Linked DNA regions of Cricetulus griseus: region 1 is linked to region 2. Evidence: chromatin contacts called from public Micro-C data. All regions are on one chromosome and are shown on one strand. The core of a region is the stretch at or near the end of the contact, and the rest is flanking DNA. Distances in the headings are between cores, read along the strand shown. Region 1 overlaps Opa1 (dynamin-like 120 kDa protein, mitochondrial). Region 2 has its middle 26 kb from the start of Cpn2.

The links. Hi-C and Micro-C count contacts between places; a contact is called where the count stands out from the background.
Region 1: a contact with region 2 is called in a Micro-C map of the CHO-K1 cell line, with 7 times the contacts expected there. The contact joins two enhancer-like sites. A contact is called at or near these places in 5 of 8 Hi-C or Micro-C datasets (the CHK-Q cell line, the CHL-YN cell line, the CHO-K1 cell line and 1 more).

The regions. Positions count from the first base shown.
Region 1 is chr4:59,829,011-59,834,384 of CriGri-PICRH-1.0, forward strand. Opa1 (dynamin-like 120 kDa protein, mitochondrial) reads right to left here. Exons shown (of 31, transcript XM_027412916.2): 28 at 5,149-5,242; 29 at 4,668-4,778. Among named protein-coding and RNA genes, the nearest start is that of Opa1, 54 kb to the right of the region's middle. Within about 2 kb of position 2,766, at least 1 of the 6 cell types and tissues checked has open chromatin away from gene starts, as enhancers often do. A contact at or near this core is called in the CHO-K1 cell line, where this site is marked.
Region 2 is chr4:59,232,215-59,237,116 of CriGri-PICRH-1.0, forward strand. No RefSeq gene overlaps it. Among named protein-coding and RNA genes, the nearest start is that of Cpn2, 26 kb to the left of the region's middle. Within about 2 kb of position 2,082, at least 4 of the 6 cell types and tissues checked have open chromatin away from gene starts, as enhancers often do. A contact at or near this core is called in the CHO-K1 cell line, where this site is marked.

The sequences.
Region 1 (5,374 bases), core at 1,516-4,015, 600 kb after region 2:
AAGTTAGAATGACAGCCAGTTAAAGTTTAAAGGGTTGGTGGATCTTGTAGCTCAGGTATGAACACAACCACACTGAAGATCTCTTAGCTTGTGGCCCTGGGCTGTGGTTCAGTTGGGAGAGTTTGAAGAGCCCTGGTGTTTTGGGCCTGGAGCCCTTAACCAAGTACTCAGAAGGTAAGAGCAAAGAGTAAGTTGAGCATGAAGCTCCGAGTCTTTCTAGATACATATGGAATAGGAGACCAGCACAGGGGAAAACATCTAGGTTTTGGGCAACTCTGTTTACAGTGGCATCTGGCAGTCTGGAGACAGTTTATATGTCATATAAAGGACACGGGTTCCATATAAAGAAGACAGTTCATCTACTGACTTCATATACATGTTGTGTTTCTTTAACCAGATGTTTTTACAGAGTGAAAGCCTTAGTTCCACAGCTTTGTACACAGCAAGAAAGATGGAGGACATGCCACTATGTACACATCCCAATACAAAGGGCATATTCTCTCTCTCTCTCTCTCTCTCTCTCTCTCTCTCTCTCTCCCTCTCTCCCTCTCTCTCTCTGTAATAAATTAAAAAAATCTGTGACCAGATACTATGTGTTTCTAAGCTGCCATTTCTTAATCATTAAAATGAGAAAAATAGGTATGGTTACTTCAAAAGGCTGCAGTGGACACCCCAGTGAGAACTTATGGAAAGCAATTTTCTGGCCCAAGACAAGTGCACAAATACCAGTTCACATTCATAAACAACTTCATGTTTTGATAGACAGTTAGAAAGAAACATAATATAAATGGGAAAAGAATCCTTTCTCAGAACAAGCTGTCTAAATGATTGCAAATATCCCTTTAAATCTTGGCTGACTCTGTGTACACAAAGAATAGAAAGAATAACTTGGAGCCTGGCGGTGATGGTACACGCCTTTAATCCCAGCACTTGGGAGGCAGAGGCAGAGGCAGAGACAGGCGGATCTCTGTGAGTTAGAGGTCAGCCTGCTCTATAGAGCAGAGTTCCAGGACAACCTCTAAAGCAATACAGAGAAACTGTCTTGAAAAACAAACAAAACAAACAAGAAAAAACAAAACAAAAAAATCAAAAAACAAACAAACAAACAAAAACAAAACCAAAAAACCAACACTGATGTAGTCTTTCCAGGATACAGCTGCCTGGCTTTCTGAAGCCCTGCTGATGCCCTTGGAACAGATTTGGTATTTTAGGTCTCCTAGTTGCTGTCAATGTAGACTAGTTCTCTAGTCCTGCCTTGTCTTTGATGCATTTAACAACTGCAGGCCAGCTACTCATTCTGTAGAGGATCCTTTACCTTGGGTTTCTGATGTACTCTCACACTAAGGGCATGTATCTTTAGGAAGCATGGCCTCTCTCAGTGCATCCCATAAGGTGGCATAGGACTTTTTGATTTGGCCATATGATTTAGATTTGACAATATTGCTCAGGTTTCTCCAGGACACAGTTATTTACCTTTCACTTTAAAAATAATAGCTATTTTCTTTGAAAGCTATTTTTAATAGGTATTTCCTATTGAAATATTTTGGATGATAAGATAAACATTCTATTCTTCATCACTACTTGCATCTCCTCCCGATATAATTCCAAAATTCGTGGATTTGTGTTTCATTCAATAAGCTACAACCTGTCACTGTCTTAATATCCTGAGTCTAGCCAGCTGCAGATCAAACAGTGCCTGTATCAGGTGACACAGACACATCACATTTCAACAAATACATCCTGACTTCTTACTCTAAAGTGTCCCTGCTCATCCTGTCCTTCCCACGCTCCAGCTATGGAAACCACTGTGTGTCCAAAGAGTCTTGGCTTCTTTAACAAGTCCCCTCACACAAGAAGTGTGCTTTCATCCTAACCATAGTCTCACTCTCTACTTTGGTAGAGAACAATAGTGAATGGTGAGAGAATAATGCACTACTTATTTATAATCACACTTTAATGAACAATCAGTTGGTGACTATCCAAAGAGATGAATGACTGAAAGACAGGTAAATTTATGACCGGCAAAACATGAATGTTACTGACATTTTAGTAAATTCTATGTGACACCACTCTTTACAACTTATAGTTAATTCTCTCAATTGCCTCAATACTGTATCCTAAATGCATCTGCAATACTAGATACCTTGTTCCCTACAATACAGCCATGACTAATAAACCTAGAGAGTAGACTGGCGGAAAGCGTCTATGACTATATTCCCAGTCCTTAGACTGAAGAGAAACAGTAAGGAAAAGGCGCTTTCAGGACTCTTCAAACTACAGGGCGGTCATGGCTCATCTCCGTTAGTGTGACTGATGAAGCTGAGTCATGGGTGAAACCACTGCATTAAGAACATTATTTGGAACATTAACACCATAACTCTATTTGCACAAAAGTCACAAATCACTTCAAGGAGGTCATATGACTGCTTTCTTAGGAAAAGTACCAGAACATGGAACTTTGCTTGACAGAGCACATTTCTGAGTTACTAATATACTTTCTTTAAATAAACAAATTACAACTGGAGAGTAGTAGGTAACTGCACAGGCTCTATTATAAGCCATGAAAAAGCACATTGTTTTTCTGTCACTTAAAAATGTAGAAGCAGGTAAAATTCATTTAAGTAATCCACAGTCTTCTAACTATGTCCTGAGGGGCATAGAAATTGTACACACTTGTGACAATGACAAGCCTTTTCCTGTAACAGTACAAACAGCATGGAATTATGAGTCAGGGACTTCCGAAGGCGTGCTGAATGGACCTCCCTATGCATCACATAGGCATCTTACCAGTAAAGAAGGGCTTTGAGGACTCCATATGTATGACACAATAGACAGATAACAACAGATCAGGCTTGCATACTGAGCTTCTGCAGCAGCACACACTTAACCAACAGCCAAACATGACAGGAATGGAAATAAATAAAATGAGATATATTTAAAAAATAAAAAGAAGAATAAAGCAAGAGTGCCATGAGAAAGCAACGGAAGCTCAGACAGCCAGACAAAGGTAACAGGATGAGGCACTGCAGACGAGAAAGAAGAAAGAGCAGCGCTGAGGCATGAGCACAAAACCAGGAAACCCCACCTGCTACTTTTGGACATCCTCGTGACTGATTGCAGAACTACAAACTTAGCTTACAAACTGTTCCCCAACTTGAAAAGCTTCTTCCTACTCAGTGTTTGCTTTCTCTCATGACAGAAAGCATACAGATTTAAGTACATCCTGAAAGGACAGTTTGTTTCATAAGTTCAAAGAAGGGACACTTATAACTAGGTAGACTCTGACAGTGTACTGACTATCCAGAGTTACGTAATAATGTTGATGCTTCTCTTGTCACCTTGGGCTCGAAAAGATCCAAGCAAGTCTCCATGCTAAGAACTTATTGACATTTAAGAACTGGGGTTAACAGGGTGTTGACAGCCTGGTCCCAAGATGCACATCTGTGTGGGGTAACCTGATGCAGGGTGCTGGACTACAAGCAGCATAAAGACTGCTCTGGCTTCAGGGGAGAGGACTCAGGAGTTGGGGAAGGGAGAGAATATGAGAAAGATGAGATGGAGAGAGTGTGGACACAAACATCAGAGCATGAGCAGTGTGGAAGAACTCCATGAAGAAGTATAGCCTCTTCATAATGTCACAGCCTGCACGGTAAAAATTGCACCTGCACAGGGTGAGGCACTGTGTTGGTGATCTGGTACAGGATGGCCAAGGGTCCAAGCTGGATGAAAAAAACAACTTTTGCAATGAAGGGGGCAGCAAAAGTTTGGTTATACATTAAGAGGACTGATCAGAATAGTAACTATGTTAAGGAATCTAGAAGCTGTTTCTCATTATGTGAGGAGTTACAGGTGCGGGGAAATAGCAAAGCCAAGAACAAACGAGACAGAACTGGACACAACTTGCAAGCACCAGCATCCACTCCAGAGTCTTTGATAGATACACACAATTAGGAATGGATATGTGTTTGTATGTGCGCGCACACACACACACACTCACTCACTCTCTACTGAGGAACCTTGGGAGCTCATATGCCACTAACAACAACTGTTTCTAGTTCTCAGATCTTGATTTTTAAATACCATTCTTTTTTTTTCAAGACAGGGTTTCTCTGTCTTGGAACTACCTCTGTAGACCAGGTTGGCCTCAAAGTCACAGAGATCCACCTGACTCTGCCTCCCAAATGCTGGAACTAAAGGTGTGTGCCACTACCGCCTGGTTCTAAATACCATTCTTAGAAAGAAAGGAAGAGACAAAGAAAGAAAGAAAAAGAAGGAAAGAAGGAAACAAAGAAACAAAGAAAGAAAGAAAGGAAGGAAGGAAGGAAGGAAGGAAGGAAGGAAGGAAGGAAGGAAGGAAGGAAGGAAGCAAGCAAGCTTGGAACATCATGTTATATGGTAAGACAATACTGAGTAGTTAAGAGATGAAAGAGTCTAAGTGACACTCTAACTTTGGAAGTTGCTAGGAGAAAAAGCTTTATTCTTAGGAAACACATATTCAAGTATTTGCAAGTGGTAAGATTTTAGGTCAATGCTGTATTTTAACACTGCAGAAGAAACAAGTTCTTCCTAGGTAGCTGCAACTTTCCTTTAAGCTGGAGATTAAATGGGTGAAGAGCCATGGGGAAGGGGAAGGGATCCAGGAGGCTGGGGTGGGAGGAAGTACTTACTCAGATCTTCAGCCAGCTGAACCCGTTTGCCAGTAAGTAATTTAATCTTCTTCTCACCGTCTTCAGCAAAATCTTCTAATACCTCTTTAACGTTTTTCTCTAGTCGCCTAACTGTTCAAAGTAAGTAAAAACCCAGAAGAGCACTGTTTTTAAACAATGTATAGAATGAAAAAAACAAAAATTCCACATACAATGAAAATCTGTATCACCATGTTAGTTCTACACTTGAATTCACACTTCTCACTTTCTAGTACATTTATCAGCATAAATCTGGCTCATATGCTCTTAAGCCATAACACTGAAGAGACAGACAGATTCCAAAACACAAAGCAATGCTCAGGACGCCACTCTTTTTATCATAATTTTTATCTAATGGAAGTAGATACACAGCATCTTTTATCCCTGTCATTTTCTAATTGTAATTTCACTTTTATTAATTCCGATCTGAGGTTTTCTAATCAATCTTGTTTTTAGGAGTTACCTTCAGTGTTTGTGAGCTGCTGCCTTAATGTATTGGCAGTGATAGCCAGCATGCGCTGTATTCGCCAAAACAGGACCACATCATTGCATTCCAGCTGAAGTAGCAAACAGTTAAGATCAGATGCAAACTTAAAAACAAAGCCTTTATTCAACACATAGAACCTATTTCCTAAGTCTTACTAAAAATATCAGCGCTTATCTAATAATACATACAAGTTTCCTTTGAG
Region 2 (4,902 bases), core at 832-3,331:
AGCTGCTGCTCCAGAGCCATGTCCGTCTGCCTCCCACCATGATGATGATAGACTAAACCTCTAAAACTCTAAGCAAACCTCTGGTTAAGTGCTTTCTTTTAAAAGAGTTGCCGGGGTGGGGGGGTAGGGGATGAGGGGTGGGGGGGTGGGGGGTGGGGGGGGTGGGGGTGGGGGGGTGGGGGGAAGAGTTGCCTTGGTCATGGCAATAAAACTATAACGTGAAGTAGCAGAGCAGCGAAATAACAGAATAACACTAATGTTGTTCTCATCCAGCATCTACAATGCCCCTTTTGTAATAGCCATCATATCTCTAGGAAGCCTACCCTGGTATTCCTGGGCCATACAAGTGTCTCTCAAGTACCCACCTACTCCTTTGTGGACACTGAACTCTCCAGATGTATGAAGTTATGCATGGGTATTCATGTGTTTATTTAGCTTCTTACATGGGCTCTATACTATGATCAAAAAAGAACCATTCTATGCCTCCGTGTTCCCCCGAGACTACCCACAAGAATAATGGTCCTATTGCTGGAGTTTCTTTCCCATCTGGCCCCACCACAGCTTTAGCCCCAAATAAGCACACAGAGACATATATTAATTTCTAAATTGTTGGCCGATCGCTAGGGCTTCTTATTGGCTAGCTCTGTCTTAATTATTAACCCATTTCTATAAATCCATGTATTTCCACGGGGTCTTGGCTTACCAGAGAAGGGTCTGGACCTGTTACTCCTTCCTCTGCTACATAGCATCTCTCACGGTGCCTCTCTGCCTCTCTACCCAGCATTCTCCTCTTCTCCTAGCCCCACCCATCTTCCTTCCTCTTTTGGCCAAACAGTAGGACATCCCCCACCCTGGTCCAGAGGCCTCAACTGTATGGCCACTCAACACTTAGCCAAAAAACTGGACGACAACTACAAAAAAGATGGAAACCCACCATATGCTGTGGCTGGAGCTCCCTTTGGGGACAGGATGCTCAGTGCTATAGACTTGCTTCTGTTCATCCATCCCTGGGAATTCAGAAGAACAGTTACAAGCAGGTGATCACGGCTGTGAGTCTAGGCAGGGAGGGTCAGAAGCTGACAGAACCTCTAAACTGCTGCCTTGTACACCTGCTTACCTCCCACTCTCTGCTGCCATTTTCCCGTGTCTTGACTTGCTTCCTCAGCCCCTTCTATGAAGCAGAGCAGAGGCAAGGCAGAGGCAGCCCATGTCAATTTGCTACCTGACTGATGGAGACGGATCAGAGACCACAGGGACAATGAGTCACCCTGAAACCCAGGCTCTGGGGCATCTATCCTTTGGGTCTCAGTTTCTTCCATCCAATGTTCAAGATAATTGGATCCAAGAATCTGGGAAGTCCTATCTGGCCGGCAGATCTGCCACTCTTGGGGTGTCAGGAGAAGCACTCCTGCCAGCTTGGTGTGTGAGCTCTGACCAAACAGTGCTTAAAATAGCGCTTCTCAGCCGTGATATCAGAGGACTCACTCGTGTGTGTCAAAACATCGTGATTAGCAGGTGGAAGGTGGCCTCTTAGCCTGAATTTCTAGCAAGCTCCCAGCCAGCGCTCAATCTCTGCCAGCCCCGCTTATGTCCTGGGGAGTGAAAGCTCATTCACAAGACCCAGCCACAGACCTATGGCATCAGAAACTCCAGGGTGTCGCCCCAGCAGTCCATGCCTCATGCTGTCTGGCCCCCAGGTTGTTCCAATGCAGCTCAAGTTCAGAACTACCGCTGTAGGACAGCTGCTTTTGAACTTTGCTGTGGACTGGAATCTCCTACAGAGAGAGTTTTTGAAACCCTGGTGTCTGAATCCAACTCCCATATACAAATTTAATAAGCATGGGATACGACGAGGCGTCAGGATTTTAAAACACGCTTTAGGTAATCAGAATGCGCGTGGGATGTACTAAAGGCTCAGGCATCCCAGGCTCCCGGTGGTTGTTTCCGCGGTTCTCCGCAGGCTCTCCACCTGAGATGGCCGTGAGGGGGCGCCGTGGTGCCGCGGGGAAGCTCTGGGCTCCGGGCAGCTGCTGGTCCCTGCTGCAGAGGCGGTGGCTGCGCCTGGAGCGCGCGCCTCCGGGAGCCGCTCCTGGCCCAGGCTTGCACTGCGCCTGCATCTGCACCTAATTAGTGCTGGCGGCTGCTTAGCCGCGCTTGACGTTAGTGATGTGCCGGTGCTGGGGAACGCCTGCAGCCTCCCGGCACAGGTTGCTTCACTCTACCAGCTTCGCTCTCTGTCTCCTCCAGGACTCGGGCTCACCTCTGGAGCTGCGCCCTGACCCTTGCTGCCCGTTCCAACTTCGCTCCTTTAGGTTCCGTGTCCCCTTCTGAGCCTCCCACCCAGCAAGTTCCACAAGCCGAGGGACTGCAGAAACCAGCTTCTGCCTTTCCCTTTCATGGTTTCTCTCTTTTCCTTCAGCCCTTAACTGAGCTGTGTGGGTCTAAATAATAAAGGTTTTCATACACCGGGGTTGCCTCTAGTATTGTGACATATAAAGCAGGGCCCTTTTGTAAGGGACCTTTGATGTCTATAGGGGTGGGAGCTGAGGCTTGCTTCTGGGTTTTGATTTTTTTTTTAAAGGACTCTATTTTTAGGGATGGGGCTTTATCCTGGAAAGAAGGGTCCCTGTTTAGCTTCTTAGCAGGCTGGGGACATCATCCCTCCGGGGGGAGGGGGGTCCCAGCAGGCTGCTAGAGTGACCTTTATCATAAATATTCCACTTTATTCTTCATCCCACCCACCTTCCCATCTGTTTGATATTCTGCCTTCCCTGGTGTGAGGCCTCATCTGGAGACAAGCCATGTGGGGAAAAGAAGCTTGCCCACCCCTGGTCTGGAGAATGCATGCTGCCCTGCCCTGACAGTTTCCTCAGAGCCTACTTCTCAGGGGACAGAAGAGGAGTGGCAACTGAAGAGGCTGTGAGCTTCCTTCCTTGCCCCTGCCCTCATTTCCAGGGCCTGGTTTCCTCCTATGAAGCCCACCCCACTTGCTGTCCTCAGTCCAGACAGCTGGTGGAGCAGGTCCAGTCCAGGGAAACTGAGGCCAAAGAGATTAAAAGGAACTCCTCAGAGTCACACAGCTGCCTCCTGGCAGATTCCTTTTCTACGGAATTGTTCAAAGCTCTCCCCAGGGCCAGCAGTGAGGGAGGGAGCGGTGGCGGGGGTCCAGAGAGAACTGGTTTAATTTGAAGAACAGCCATCCTTCCTAGAATCCAAATGAGCAATGTCATCTCAGAGCTCTGCCTAACCTCAGGGTGTCAGAGACGGGGCCACCCCAGAATGTCATAGACTGGGCCTAGGCTAATGGGCAGAAAACAGCTACGGGCTCAGAGGGGGGTGGTTTGTCAGGCACCTAGTGTGTGTGTGTGTGTGTGTGTGTGTGTGTGTGTGTGTGTGTGTGTGATGGGATGAGGGGTCTGATAACAGGGGCAGGGGATAGATACTGTATATCAGAATGAGTTGTGCTTCCTCTAATGTGGACTCCTAAATGAAGGCTCTCAGGTGGGGCTAGGGGCTAACCAGGAAAACTTGGGCAGCCACCAGTTGGGACAAGTTTCCCTGCTGGCTTGGCCATGTGTTTGGCCAAAGCCCAGCTGGAAATGATGTCTATGAAACAACAGCTCAGGAGGATGGAACTCTGTGCTGGGTTTTGTTGGTAACTGAGGGGACATTAGGAGAGGCACTGGCTCAAGGTCATGGGACAATCGGCAGTCCAGTTGGACCTTGGGTGCAGGCTCTGGACATAGAGCCAGGTGTCCCCACTAGTGTTCTTCCCTGTGGATGGACACCCTGACCCCACTCTTTCTTTTTTTTTTTTTTTGTCAGAGTGTGCCATGTCTTGTTGAGACTGCGAAGACATTTTCAGTTGTGTCTTTCTGCTCCCAAATCTTTTTTTCCCCCTTAAAGCTCAGAGAAAGGAGACCCTGTAACCTCAGGCACCTATTCCAGGAACCCTGCCAGGAAATCATGGCTCCATTCCAGTCAACCCCCCCACATTTTATGTCCCTCCTGGTGGAGGTGGCACAAGTCCTTGGGACCTACTCTCAGATGTTTGGGGAGGGATGCTCAGTCTGCAGCAGGCAAGCCTGACAGGGTACCTCAGATCTGAACTGTGGTCCTCAGCCATGCCTGCACAGCTTTGTCTGATGATTGGAGGGAGAGGAACTGGCTCTGGGTGGGTGATGCCTCTCCTGTTCACTCAGAGAAACAGCCCCGAGTGTAGTGGGTATTCCAACTCATGGTTAGCTGGTGCCTAAGCTCGTGCACTTTCTGGATCAGAGTTTCTGGCAGTGAGAGTCTCTCCGGCCACTTGCAATAGCATCACTTTCTCATTCAGGCAGTTGTTTGAAACAAATAGTTGATAGGGCAGGCCCTGCTTCAGGCTTGTGGGATTTAGCAGTAACTAAGGCAATTCATCCCTTCCCTCATAGACTGTCTATTTAGATTGGGGGGAACCAATAAATGGTATGGAAAATATGTTAATTGCATAGCATAGTAGAAAGTAACAGTAATTTGAAAATGAAAGAACATTAGGTATGAGGCTAATGAGAAAGTATGTTGGTTGTAAATGTATGTATGTATATATGCATGCATGTATTAATTTTGTTTTGAGACAGGGTGTATGTAGTGCCTTAACCCCTGCAGGGGCCCTCCTGCCTCAGTCTCCCCAGTGCGGGGCTTACAGATGTGCACCACCATACCTGGCTTTTTGTAATTTTAAATGTAGCAGTTGGGAGGGTTCTTACTGTACAAATGACATTTGAACCAAGACTTCAAAGAGATAAGCCTCTGGCTATTGAAACTGGTTCCTGTGCCTGTTCCAACCTGTTCATAAGAACCTGGGGGAGACAGCCCAGGAACCTGCACCTGCAAAGTCCTTTACACATGGCACTTGACAATCCT